Linked DNA regions of Mus musculus: region 2 is linked to region 1. A link is a contact called in public HiChIP or PLAC-seq data. All regions are on one chromosome and are shown on one strand. The core of a region is the stretch at or near the end of the contact, and the rest is flanking DNA. Distances in the headings are between cores, read along the strand shown. Region 1 overlaps 1700047F07Rik (a long non-coding RNA gene). Region 2 holds the start of Lrp8os2 (low density lipoprotein receptor-related protein 8, apolipoprotein e receptor, opposite strand 2).

Region 1 (6,353 bases), core at 2,602-5,101:
ATCCTGACAGCAGACACTGGGGCCCTGGGGTTCATACGCCAGGTTGGTTTATATTTTTGTATCTCAAGTGCACAGGGCTGCCACCCTTTAATTTTGCCTTAAAAAGCAACCACTATTTTCTATTTTGACCATCAGGTCAAAGAGGTAGAAGGAGGATAGGGTGGTGATAGGTTTTACAGCCCAGCGTTGAGAGGGAAATAATCTTACAGTGTGGAGCATACCTTAAAATCAGATTCGTGTGCCCAGAACTCAGGGAAGCAGAGGCAGGTGCATCTCTGTGACTTCAAAGCCAGCCTGGCCTGGTCTACATGGTGAGTTCCAGGCCAGCCAGGGACACATTGTGAGAACCTGTCTCAATCAATCAATCAATCAATCAATCAATAAAATGCAGCTTTACAAAAACCTTACCAGTCACCTGCGGACTTTCCCAGTCTTGGCCCAGGTTCTCAGACTGGCAGGGGCTTGGACACAGTCTGAATCCCTCATGGACTCCTCAGAAATGCGTGCAGCAAGCAGCTCACACCCTGAGCTCTTAGAGGGAGGGAGGGAGGGAGGGAGGGAGGGAGGGAGGGAGGGAGGGAGGGAGGGAAGGAAGGAGGGGAGCTGCAGGTAGCTGAAGCAGCCAGAGAAGGTTCTAGCTCTCTGTTCCTTATAAGATGACCACTAACATCTGCTTCTGTTCACACAGAGTGTGGCCTATCTGAATGAGATGTGTGTATATGAATGAACGTGCTGTACACGCCGGGATCTTACAGCCTTGCTGTATACAAAGGACTTCAGGCTGTTAGGTTACCTTTAATCATTTTGGTCCCGCGTGCTTAAATGGTAACATTTTTAAAATGTTGTGCAAAATAAAAAATAATATTGAATTAATTTCACCGGACTCCTTTCACTATTTAAAAAAAAACTAAAGTTAGACACCATGACGTGTGCCTGTGGGCCCAGCTACTCAGATGGCTGAGCTGAGAGGATAATTTCAGACTAGGAGTTTGAGACTGTCTCAGAAAAATCAAATAAAAACTTGGCTGCTATTAATAGAACCATGAGGCACATACGTCGCCTCACATTTATGTCTCCTCAAGCTGGTGTGTGAGCAGAAGCAGAGTGGAGGAGCAGTCGGGGACACGGTACATACGTGTGTGGGGTGCTGGTCCTGACTCCGCTAATGACAAGCAAGGGCTGAAGGTTTTCACAGCTTCAAAGAGGGGTAAGAGTGGATGTCTCTGCAGCCTTCTGGAAAAGTAGAAGCTATGGGGCTGTGTTCATTGTGGGAGGGATGAAGCAGGGGAGTAAGGGTCAGAGAAGTAGCTGAGGAGTGCTACTGGCTTGCAGTGGTCCTCAGGATTTGGGGTTCAGAGAGCTGCTCCAGAAATCTACTTCAAAAGCCCAGCGTGTATCAGGGAGGAAAGTCTGAGACGCCCCAGGGATTGCTGGCACTGGGTCACACAGTTCCCAACTTTGAGTCCCTGACTCTCCTTAGCCAGGGCTCAGCTAGAAAGAGAGTGTCCCATAATGGCTGACGGTTCCCCTTCCTGCCCAGCGCCCCAGAATTCTTTCTATCTGAGCCACAAGACAGGGTGGCCACAGGAACCTGGGGCCTGGTGAATGGTAGGCATATTCTCTGTCACTGAGCCACACTCCCAGTCAGTCTGTGTTCGTAGCTGAGACAGCACACTTGTAGGCTCTGGAGGAACACACCAAAGTGTGCTGTATCCTACATCTGGCGGATCCCACTCAGTTGGTGCTGTGATCGGCAGGTCTCAGCCCCATCTTACAGGAGGGCAAACAAAACCCGGGAAGAGGACAAGGACATGTCCAAAGAGGCTCAGGCATTTCCCAGTGGGCAGACGCATTCTCTCTGCTGACAACAGAAAGAAAAACATCATTTTCAAATTTCTGTGAGCAGAGGCTTTTGGTCCTGGCCTCTCCTCTGAGCTGCACTACCCATGCCCAGGATGATAGCTCGCTCGGCAGGCCTGGAAGTCCTCAGACTTACAGAGCAGAGCAGGCCTGCAGCCAGCCAGCTCCTTGAGGCTCTGTCCACCCAACCCAGGCCTGCGCCCTGGAGGTGCCATTTGTCACTGTGGCCAGCAGGGGGCACTCCAGGACAGTCAACTTCTCAGGCCACGGCCACAGGCATCGCCCAGGAATTGTGTCCTCCATACAAACATTCAACCCAGGGTCCCCATTTTTCTTCTCTTCGTAAGGACTAGACAGCCAGATATCTTGAACACATCAGGTTTAGACAAGTGTTTACCCACCTGATGCCTTGAGCAGGCCTGATGCTTCAGAAGGAACTGTGAAAGTCCCTGACAGAAAAAAAAATTGCAAGATAACACTTAGCTAGGTAGGCAATCCACTTATCAAGGAGCGGGTCAGAGGCTCTTGGAGTTGCAATGAGGGAGGTGCTGATTCAAAGGGCTTCTCAGGGAACCCCTTTAATCATTCACCAGGATGGGGTCTGCATGGGAGAGAATTCGGAATGTCAGAGTCCTGCCCCCTCTCCTCCCCTTTAATATTCACAGGAAGAACTTGGCTCCCTAGACCCAGGAAAAGCCTGAATCCCAGGCCCAGTATGTGGGTTGGGTTCCATCCTAAAGTCAACTCTAAGGTGACTCAGAACTCTCCCACCCCCTGTGCACAGGGGAGAGTAAGGGGCCTGGGGTCCAGGGGCAGGTCTGATCTGGTTATTTCTGGCATTGAGCAGGAGAGCCCACTGTGCAGACACACAGGAGCCAAGTTCTGCACTGAGTAGATAGCGCACACAACACAGTGACTCCCACACCTGCTTAGGACTGGTACTAGTGATGACTGTGTGTGTTGTGTAAACTGTAATCCATGGTGCTCTCACTCGGCAGACCTTCGCAGCTTCCTGTTCACTGCTAGCTCGTTCCTGACTCAAGCAGGGTTGGCTGTTTCCTCTGGCATCCGTTTCTGGGACAGCTTGCCCACCTGAACAGAGGCATGGATGTCTTCCATCTCCTGCCTACCCAGGGCCTGTGGTCTAGGTGATGCCAAGCCACGGAGCTGAGCACATGCCCGGAGTAGACCCCCACACCTTGGGGAGGGGGGTGTCTTCAGAGGACGTCCAGGCCTGCCGAGCAACCTGGGTGACTAGGGGCAGTAGTGCAAGCCAGTCACAGTCCATGAAGCTGTTTGCATCTGTAGGGAAGGCTGCTCTCCCTGTTCTCCGTGATATGAGGAACTTAGAGCCCACTACTCTGACTGCCAACAAACAGCAAAGCACTGAGCCTGGGCTCCCTCAACATGGCTCCATCTCTGGATCCAGCCACAACAGAGGGGAGCCCTCAACCTTTAAGTCCTGTGAGCCAATATTCTCAGTCTTTTTCTTCAGCTTAAGAAGTAAGCTTGTCACGCACAGCTAAAAAGCTCTTGTCTCTTATGGAACCTTTCAGAAGGCCTGAGCTTGGGCAAGTATTAGGCAGATCTGAGAAGAATTTAGCATGTGTCCTCAGTGGGACCCCTGACTGACTGGATCTGGGGAGAGAGCGAGAGAAAGGAACACAGAGTGTGGTACGAAGCCACCAAGGTGTGGCATTCTCAGAGACAGAGAGCAAGGCGTGTGTGTGTGTGTGTGTGTGTGTGTGTGTGTAAGACACCAGTTTGTCTTTTACAAACGACAACTGGTACACTGCTGGGACATCAGGCCTGCTCCAGTGGGCTGCCGTGTAATTGGGGTTCAGAGAGCCCTTGGCCTGGGGTGGCAGGTGCTCAAGAGGAGTACCAAGCAATCTTAAAAAACAGAGACACAGTCCGGGAGAGGGGAGACACAGCCCGGGAGAGGGAGGAGGAGTCCAGAGTCCAGGCCCAGCTGTGTGGAGAGAGGGCGAAAGCCTGGGGTGAAGACAAAAGATTTGGATGGGTCCAGAGAATCCCAAAGGAGTCACTGTTAGTCACTTACTAGCCCAGCTGCCAGCAGCCTGTAATACTGGTAAAGGACTGTGGCTCTCTCAGTCCTAGGACACCCTCAGATGCCACCTGCTTGGGCTGGAAACGTGAGTGAAGGAGGCCTAGACAGGAGCTTGATCCAAATCTTAAAAACAAAGAAGCAAAAAAAAAAAAAAAAAAAAAAAAGCAAACCAGATTGGGCCATTAGGACACCAGCCTGGTGGGTTACCCAGAATGGGCTCCTTTGTCTGGCACCTCTGTGAGGCCTGTCTTCTCCAGTTTGGGGGCCAGCACCCTCCCCCACTCCTTTCTTTGCCTTATGCTGTCTCAAGTCACAGCCAGCAAGGCGCTGGCAGGGAAACAGGTGGCTCACTTTCATTCTCTTTTCTCAAGCCTTTTGCATAGGTGCCCCCTTGGCACCTGACCCCAGCCTGAGCCCGCTCTCTGTATCTCTTCAGCAGTGTCTCCATCCATGAGGCTTCCAGATACCCCCCCCCCCCGTTAACCTGCACACTGTTTGTCCCCTCTTGGATCTCTCTGACCTTCAGACACACAGCCATGGAGTGGCCCACTGGACAAGAGCCAGGATGCCAGGCACTAAAGCCCCCATTTGCAAAGTGGAAGCAGGTGTCTTCGCGTGTACCCTCTCTTTGTGTCCTCTGCCTCTGGATGGGTTGGGGGAGCACTGTGCTCTGGCTGGGTTGTGGGGAGGGGAGCACTGTGCTCTGGCTGGGTTGTGGGGGGGCACTGTGCTCTGGCTGGGTTGTGGGGGGCAGCAATGTGCTCTGGCTGGGTTGGGGGGGAGCAATGTGCCCTGGCTGGGTCGGGGGAGCACTGTGCTCTGACTGGGTGAGTGGGGGGAGCACTGTGCTCTGACTCCCCGTGGTTCTGCTGCTTTGTCTTCAAGCTCAGTGATCCCTTGAAGGCTCTGCGCTGCTTCATTTTAACTCTGCCATCGGCATGGTGTCTGCCATCCGGGCCTTCCACCGACTGCTTCCTGCTCACTCCTCACTGTCCTCCTTTGTCTCCCGCCCTGTCTGATACCGACATCTCCCTCAGTTATACCTCAGAACCAGTTCCCAGGGAGATAGCACGGAAGGGTACAGCCTTGGGGAAGCCGTGAAGACAGGAGAGCGCTGCCCCCTTGAACGGGGTAGCATCCCTCTAACAAAGGCTAAGGAAGCTCCTTCCGGGGGAGGACAGGACAAGAGCGTCCCTCCATGAGGCCTTCAAATTCTGCTGGTGTCTTGATCTTGGACTTGCTCGCGCTCAGAACTAGAGGCAATACATGTGTTTTGTTTCTAAATTACAGTCTCCAGTGTGTCTTTGTAGCCGCTTGAATAGATTCTGACAACCTATCAAGCTCTGCTGAGAACACTCCCCGGGTACAAGGGGAAAATATCTTCCTCCCAGACACTCCCCAAACAGACCTGTCCCTGACTGAATCAAAGAGCCTGTAGCTGCCCTTCCCCAGAGTGGCTTTAGCTACTCCCACCTTCCTCCCGAGCCCTGCCTGGCATCAGACACTGCCGTGTATGGGTGGCTTGAGTGTGCTCCTGACCCCAGCGGGTGGGTGGACACCTCAGGTGAGGAGAGGTAGAGGCTACCTTCAAACAACCAGAATTGATTGCACTCTCTGGAGGTCGACATAGTGGAACTCCTGAGTGGGTGGCAATATCTCCTTATGATTTTAATTTTCGTGTCCCTAATGAGCATCTTCCCAGGTGCTTGTCACTCATATACTTGCTTGGGTAAATGACTTGTTCAAATATTTTGCTCATTTAAAAGATTTTTTTTATTTATATGAATACACTGCAACTGTCTTCAGACACACTAGAAGAGGGTATCAGATCCCATTACAGATGGTTGTGGTTGCTGGGAATCGAACTCAGGACCTCTGGAAAAGCAGCCATGTGCTCTTTACCACTGAGTGGTCTCTCTCTCTCTCTCTCTCTCTCTCTCTCTCTCTCTCTCTCGACAGGGTTTCTCTGTGTAGCCTTGACTGACCTGGAACTCATACTGTAGACCAGGCTGGTCTCAAATGCAGAAATCTGCCTGGCTCTGCCTCCCAAGTGCTGTGCACCAACCACCATCAATTGCCTGGCTCTTTTGCTCGATTTTAAGTAGAGTTTATCATCTACTGAGCTGCAAGAGTTCTCTAAGTTACTTTTTGCTAAATGTCTCTTATTTTTATCCCAACCCTCATTGAGATAAACAATTCACAGACCTCAAATTTCACCCTTTTAAACTGCAGTGGCCTTTAGAATAGCTACAAAGTTATTATTAGTTATCACTGTATCTGCATGTTGATCATTTGGATAGATGAACTTAAAGATTTTCTTTACCAAGCTTTGAAATATTGTCATGGGTATGTGCACCTGAGTACCACAGCCCACTGTAGAGGTCAGAGAACAGAACTGTAAACGTACCTCTCTCCTTAGACT
Region 2 (6,353 bases), core at 2,128-4,627, 83 kb after region 1:
CGGCGCTTCACTCTGCCATACTGTGACCCACTGTACCATAGTCAGTCACATAGCATGGGAGTTGACTGGGTCAGCTTCCCCCTTAGGGTCAGGGTGTCCTGTCTGCGCAGGGCCATAGTGGTCACTTCCTCAGAGGACTGAGAACTGATGGGCACAGTGGACAGGGGCTACTTAGTGGCCTTACTCTATGCGGCACCCAAAGGTGGGGAAACTCACCTAAGGTCATAGGGCATATGAAAGGACAGAGGATTGGGGGCCTGGCGTCTGGCTCTCAGGGCTGTGTGACAGCACTGTTGGAAATGGATACTCAAGGTGTCTGACATCCTGGACTTCTCTCTCTCTCTCTCTCTTTGCCTCTCTCTCTGCCTTCAAGACCCCAATCTCCTCCCTAATCCTGTGTTAGAGACAGTCTTCATTTTGCCTATCAGTATCCCTGAGGCCCCTGGGGAGCCTCTCACCTCCCACATGAGCAGGAGAGAGGCGAGAGCTAGCAGGGGCTTGGGTACAGGATCTAGGGGTTTCCCCACTCAGGTTGAGATCTGTCACAACATTCATGTTAATTAAGCCTTGTTATTCAGCCCTGCACTTACGCAGAGTTCCTGACAGCAGATTACTCATAAGTGAGGCGGTAAATTTACTACGTGTTTCCCAAAGTCTCAGAAGCAAAGGCCGCGTTGGGAAAGGTTTGTAGGGTGAACGATGCTCTTCCCCACTCACCCGTACCCTCCTCCATCCTCATGGCCTGTGCAGTGGTGGTGGTGGTGTGTGTGCACACGTGCACGTGAGTGTGGAGGGTGAGGAGTCGGCTCCCTGGAAGATTCAGGTCACCTGACTGCTTCCAGCTGACTGCCTCACTGGAGTGCAGGAGCCCAGGGCACGGAGCTTGGCAGCCCCTCTGCTCAGTGCCTCAGCTCTGCCTCACCCCTGGCTCACAGCAGACTGCCATGCACAGACACATCCCCTTCAGAGTCCTCCCACGGAGGCACGCAGGCTCTATGCGCAGTAGGACTCAGCAAAGACAGCCTTGGATCTGCCTCTAAGCCTGCAGTCCACCTCGGTGTTGGTGAACACATTTCAAGTTGCTGTGCAATCTAAGGGACCTCTGCTGCGCCCCCCCCCCCCCCCCCCGCAGCAGAAACAGAGCCCCCTCCCCCCCATCAGGTGAAGATCCAGGAATGTTACAGTGTAATCTTTCCTCAGCTTGAGTTGTAGCAGCAGATGGCCCTTGCCTGCTTCTTGGCAAGGTAAGGGGTGGGGCCCCTGTTAGGTGCATCCCCTCACCCTAAGTCCTGCTGCCTCCCTTGGCCTATGGCTGGGCCATGCCTGAGACATTTGGAACAAATCCAGGTCTTGGGTGCCTAGGATTTTTTTTTAATTAATTAGAGCATTAAATGGTAGCCCAATGGGAGAATCCCACCATCTGGCTGTCACAGGAGAGGCAGGCAAATCTCTGCATATTTGTCTGTAGTGTGTGAGCATCACAGGAAGCCACCTGTGCGTGTGTGGGTATGCAGCCCGTGTGCTGCAGTGTGTACACAGTGTGGCTTGGTGTGTGTGGGGCACACATGCGAGTATAAGCGGCTGAGTGTATCTCTGCGCATGCATGCTCATCTGCATGTGTGTGCACTGCCATGCCCGAGGACCTCCATGTCTATTTCAACATACTTCCCTGTGTGTGGTCTAGGTCCAGGCCTGGCTGGAGAGCAACATGAGACAGGCTGGGCTGTGTGCCCAGCGGCCTCTTGAGCCTTCCTGGCAGAGGTAGTGATCACAGACTGTCTGGGCAGAAGGCAAGATGGAGCTAGGTTTGGCAGGTATGCACTGGCATTGGGAAGGAGGCAGGAATCCTTGTGCTGTGTTTGACAGATGGGGAAACCCAGGCCGATCCAAGCACAGAGCCAGGATGGAGGGACAGGACTGGAGCCCAGTCTCTGGACTCCCTGTAGTGGTTTTATCTGTTCCCCCAGGCTATTGCCCTGTCCGGTAATTTATGCCTTAGGCATCTTTTATGCTGTTAGAGTTTCACGGTGGCTCAGAGAGGCTCTTGAAAGAGTACTCCTCTTTATTTCACAGGACTGACCAGGATCAAGCTCTGAATTCCCACTGTAGCCCCTTCCTTAGAGGAAGTACCCTGAGCTGCTGGAGAGCACTGGACCTAGTAGGTCTACTCATTCGTTGTGTGATGTAGGCCATCTTGTCCCTCTCTGAACTTCAGGAGAGCTGTAAGAACTAAGTAATGACTGGACAGGTTGCTCGTTAGAAGAGTGCTAACCTAGCATGCGCGAGGCCCAGGGTTCAATCCCTAGCACTGCATGATATCAGGCATGATAGCAAAAGTAGGAGGAGGGTCAGAAGTTCATGACCGTCCTTGGCTACACAGTGAGCTTAAGGCCAGCCTGAGCGACAGAGTGATCTACTACCCTGTCTCCAAAATAAATGGATAGATGATAGATAGATAGTGTCGTTCAGTTTTAGAGCATGCGTGAGGCCTTAGGTTCATTTCTCAGCACCAAGTCAAGCGAGGATCTATATGTAATAGGCTTTGTATACCTTAAGGAGCAGTGTGGTGGCCATCACTCCATGGTCAGGGCCAAGTCTCACATTCCTCATCTAAGAGTACATTATATATACCAGGCAAGTAGCCTGCATGAGGTCACATAGGGGCAGAGGCAGGATTTAAGCTCTGGGACCTCTAACCTGCTCCTGGCAGGAGGAAGACCACAGCAGGCAGTAGACGAGACTCTCCCAAACGTCCATGCCCAGAGGAACTGGCTACTTGGAGGGGAGTGAATTTGTTCTGTAGTGCAAGCAATGATTGCATGATAGGTGGCTTCACCTCCATGCAAGCCATAGAGGGGTGGTTTACTGGGGAGCAGGCTGGCTCAAGGCAGTTGGTATCTTTAGCTTGTATAAGGAGCGAGAGTTGTGAGATGTGGTCCAGAGGCCTGTGAGCAGGGAGGCTGCCCCCGCCGCTTCCCCTCCCCCCTCCCCCTCCCCCAGAAGTCTTCCCTAACTTCAGAGTTCACCAGTACCTGGCAGGTGCCTGGCACACAGTAAGCACCCCCCTTCTGCTCCTGATTCTCTTGGCTTCCAGCAGTACAGACCTGAGACTCTCCTACGAGTAGGATGAGTGAAACTGGTCCTTGTGTGAGTTAGGTCTGGTTCTTCCTCCCAGCCCCGTGCTCTCAGAAATAAGATCCAGACTCAAAGTATAAATTGGCCATATAGCTAGGCTCTTCTCTGACTAGATCATAACTGTAATAATCCATTCTGCCACATGGCTGCTTACCTGGGCTCAGGCACCAAGTGTCCCCCTCGTCACATCTTCCCCTGTGAATCTTCCCGTGCCTGGCTCTATCCCAGAATTCTTTCTGCCTCCCGGATGTCCCACCTTCTCTTCTACCCTTTCCTATAGGCCATAGGTTTTTAAATTGACAGGTGATGCATCCATGCAATACACCAGATGTTCTCTCTGCAGCCCCTCCCGTATGCTACACCTAGCACTGAAGGTGCCGTAGAGGGAAGGACAAGGGGAGGCCTAGCAGCCTCTGCACCCAGCCCTCCCTGAGTGAACCTGGGGATCCCTCTACCCTAAGCACTTGCCAAGCAGATCAGTGGCTGCACGTGGGCTTGCCTCTCCTCTCCCACCCCCGCTTTGGCATCGCTGTCTCCAAGGTAACGGGGAATTTTCCCTCCCTCTCATCATTAGGGTGCCAGGGCAAACAAACAGCCCTAATCCAGATGAGCCTTGGGCCACAATCACACTCTTCTGGGGTTTTCTTTTTATTTCTAGCGATTTTGAGAAGCTTGGAGTAATTGGTATTCCGCACAGGTTAACAGGGGCACTGCCTCCGCAGTATTATGCCTTAATTTTCTTTATCACATAGCAAGTTGGAATGAATCACCCCGCTCCTGCCTTTTTCCCACCGAAACCTATTACCAGCCTGTCTGCTGGTTAAAGTCATTTCGTGGCAGCGCTTGGCTTCTTGCCACTGCCCTGGGAATCTTTCTGACCAGAGCCAAAGAACAAGGAGGGTGAAGAATCCATTTGTACAAAGCGGGGGTCTCCCGTTGAGAACTTACTTCCCTCCCTGTTCAGAAGGGACAGCTTTCAGCCTCTTGCCTGCGCAGACTGGCCATATGTCAGCGGTGGGAACGGGATTCCTGGGCCTGCGGTGGGGGAGGGGTGGCCATGCCTACTGCTCCTGGCACCTGGGTTAGATCCCATGACGAGAGTTTCTGGGCTTCTGCAGCTTGCTTGTGAGAGTCTTTGATGGCCGAGTGTCCCACGTTCTGACCCAGAGGGCCTGAGCAGTCTAGCTTGGGGTTTTGAGACTCTAAAATGTTTATTTTGGAACATGGAGAGTTGAATCTGTGGTTCTGTGGCTCCTTTTTGATTCTGAGATAGATAGAAAGATAGATGGATGGATGGATAAATGGATGGATTATAGATACATACATACATACATACATACATACATACATGCATACTGTGCTTACACAGGGTCTATCATTGAATGTTAAATACATTTGGCTAGGCTGGCTGGCCAGTAAGCTCTTGGGTTCTATTGTCTTCCCTTACCCTCCTAGGGTTATACGTGGCTTGTTTTTTTAATATGTGTTCTAGGGGAGCAGAATCAGGCCGTTCTGCTTACGCAGCAGGCGCTTTATCAGCCGAGCCACCTCCCAGTGCTCTTGCCTGATCTCTTCAGCTGCTCTTAGTTCTGTCGTGTTGGGTCCTGTGAGGGAGGAATTGCTTTGCTAAGCTTACCTTAGAAATGTCACCTCAGGTTGGCCCCAGCTTCTCTGGCATCGTCTCTCCGTTCATAAAGTTGAGGACTGAGCCAGGTTGCCTCCAAGGCCCAAGTTCCAGGTTTGTCCTGCCTGCCTGTCGTGCCCTGCGTGGCCTGGTCTCTGTCTAGCACTTCATGGGACCTGAGCCACACATGTCTCCTGTCCATCTGAGCCCTCAGCCATTCCAGAAGGAAGGCTGCCCAGCCCTCCCTGGAGTCCCAGAAGGAAGGCATTGATGGTGCCTCAAAGTCGCTTCGCCCCAAAATGTTAGCCCTGTGTTCTAGGTCAGGAAACCGAGGGACTGAGAGATGAATTCATCCATCATGGTACAGCTTCCTCCTGGGACCTTGTCTGTGTCACCAAGGCTGCACAGCTGTGGCTGGAGTCTCACTAAACACAAGAGATTTGGGTGAGAGAGAGAGCAAGAAAGGGGGGGAGCACGAGAGAGCACGAGAGAGCACTCACGCTCTATCACCACCCCTTTCTCTGAGGTCCAACTAAAGGCTTCCTCTTTAGGCAGCCCTCCCTCCCTGGCTCGGTGTCCATGCCCTAAAGCTGGCCAGAGAGGGCAAGTGAGTGTCCTCTTCCACCTTTGCATCTTTGGGGTGAGGGGATGGGGCAGTTTTACTATCTCTGGCTGGCCTTGAAATCCACCCACCTCTGACTCCTAAGGGCTGTGATGAAGGATGCATGCCCCTATGCCCAGCCTACCCCCTTGCCTCTAATTAAGACCCTTGTCTTGTCCCATTCTTGATTACGGACTTTGCTCTGGGGAGGTCCTTGTTACCTCAGCTTAGTACAGACTGGGTAGGAACGTCTGCCTTGATGTGTTCCTTTGAGCTCAGCTGACTTTTCCCCCTCATCTCTGTGTCCCCTTTGGTCCCCACCTCTGAGCCAAGCTCCTCAGTTGTCCCTGCATTCAGGGCCCATCGCTCCATCCCTTGGGCATCTACCTGAACCCTGGACTCAGCTGACCTTGCCACCCTAACAGACACTTGCCCTCCCTTCTGGAAGTTGGACATGCTGGCCCACAGCTGGAGAACTCCCCATCTGTCCCCTTCACTTTCACCTGTAGGCACCTGGAGCAAGCCCTTAAATTGGGCTCATGGGCAAACTGTGCATTTTCTCTTTTGATGACTACAGGAGGAGGAGACTGAACTACAGGGGGTAAGGGACCTATCCAGTGTACCACCCCGCCCAGAAGCCAGAGGCCACCTGGAGTAGTGCCCAGGTTTGCCTCAGCCCAGGCCTGGCTCTGTGGACCTCTCCAGTCCGCAGAGCTTTTCCACTGCACTGGACAGCTGAGGGTGTGCTTCTCTGGTTCCAGCTGGGGAAGGTGGTGAGCCATGTGTGTATCGCCGTGTGCTGAGCCTCTAGGATGGCTTACTCAGCCTGGTCCTGTCTGGTAGAGGCTCCTTAGTCTTTCCAGCGTGGAAGCTGTACACTGCGAGGCATACCTCTGTGTGGTGCTGATAGATGGTGAGCTGTGTGGAACTGCATGACCGGGCTTCCACTGTTCCCCTTGGAGCTGGCCTATGCACACTGCTGGGGCTGGGGGT

Evidence for each region. HiChIP or PLAC-seq counts read pairs in DNA pulled down with a chosen protein or histone mark.
Region 2: an H3K4me3 HiChIP or PLAC-seq map of forebrain shows a contact between it and region 1, with 4 times the contacts expected there. The contact joins the promoter of Lrp8os2 here to the enhancer-like site in region 1. A contact is called at or near these places in 25 of 39 promoter capture datasets (the 3T3-L1 cell line, 3T3-L1-derived adipocytes, the C10 cell line and 16 more), 1 of 15 datasets of contacts at CTCF or cohesin (the NIH/3T3 cell line), 47 of 484 Hi-C or Micro-C datasets (the 3T3-L1 cell line, 3T3-L1-derived adipocytes, the 4T1 cell line and 32 more), 26 of 115 datasets of contacts at active chromatin or transcription factors (the HPC-7 cell line, PVALB interneurons, SST interneurons and 22 more) and 5 of 9 other capture datasets (adipose tissue, embryonic tail, embryonic trunk and 2 more).

What each region holds. Positions count from the first base shown.
Region 1 is chr4:107,736,025-107,742,377 of GRCm38.p6, forward strand. All of the region lies in intron 3 of 1700047F07Rik (a long non-coding RNA gene), which reads left to right. Among named protein-coding and RNA genes, the nearest start is that of Gm12907, 20 kb to the right of the region's middle. Within about 2 kb of position 3,852, at least 56 of the 459 cell types and tissues checked have an H3K27ac peak or open chromatin away from gene starts, as enhancers often do. A contact at or near this core is called in cerebral cortex, cortical neurons, differentiating embryonic stem cells and 13 more, where this site is marked.
Region 2 is chr4:107,819,645-107,825,997 of GRCm38.p6, forward strand. Lrp8os2 (low density lipoprotein receptor-related protein 8, apolipoprotein e receptor, opposite strand 2) reads right to left here and starts at 3,378. Exons shown (of 2, transcript NR_151515.1): 1 at 3,290-3,378. All of the region lies in intron 2 of Lrp8 (low density lipoprotein receptor-related protein 8, apolipoprotein e receptor), which reads left to right.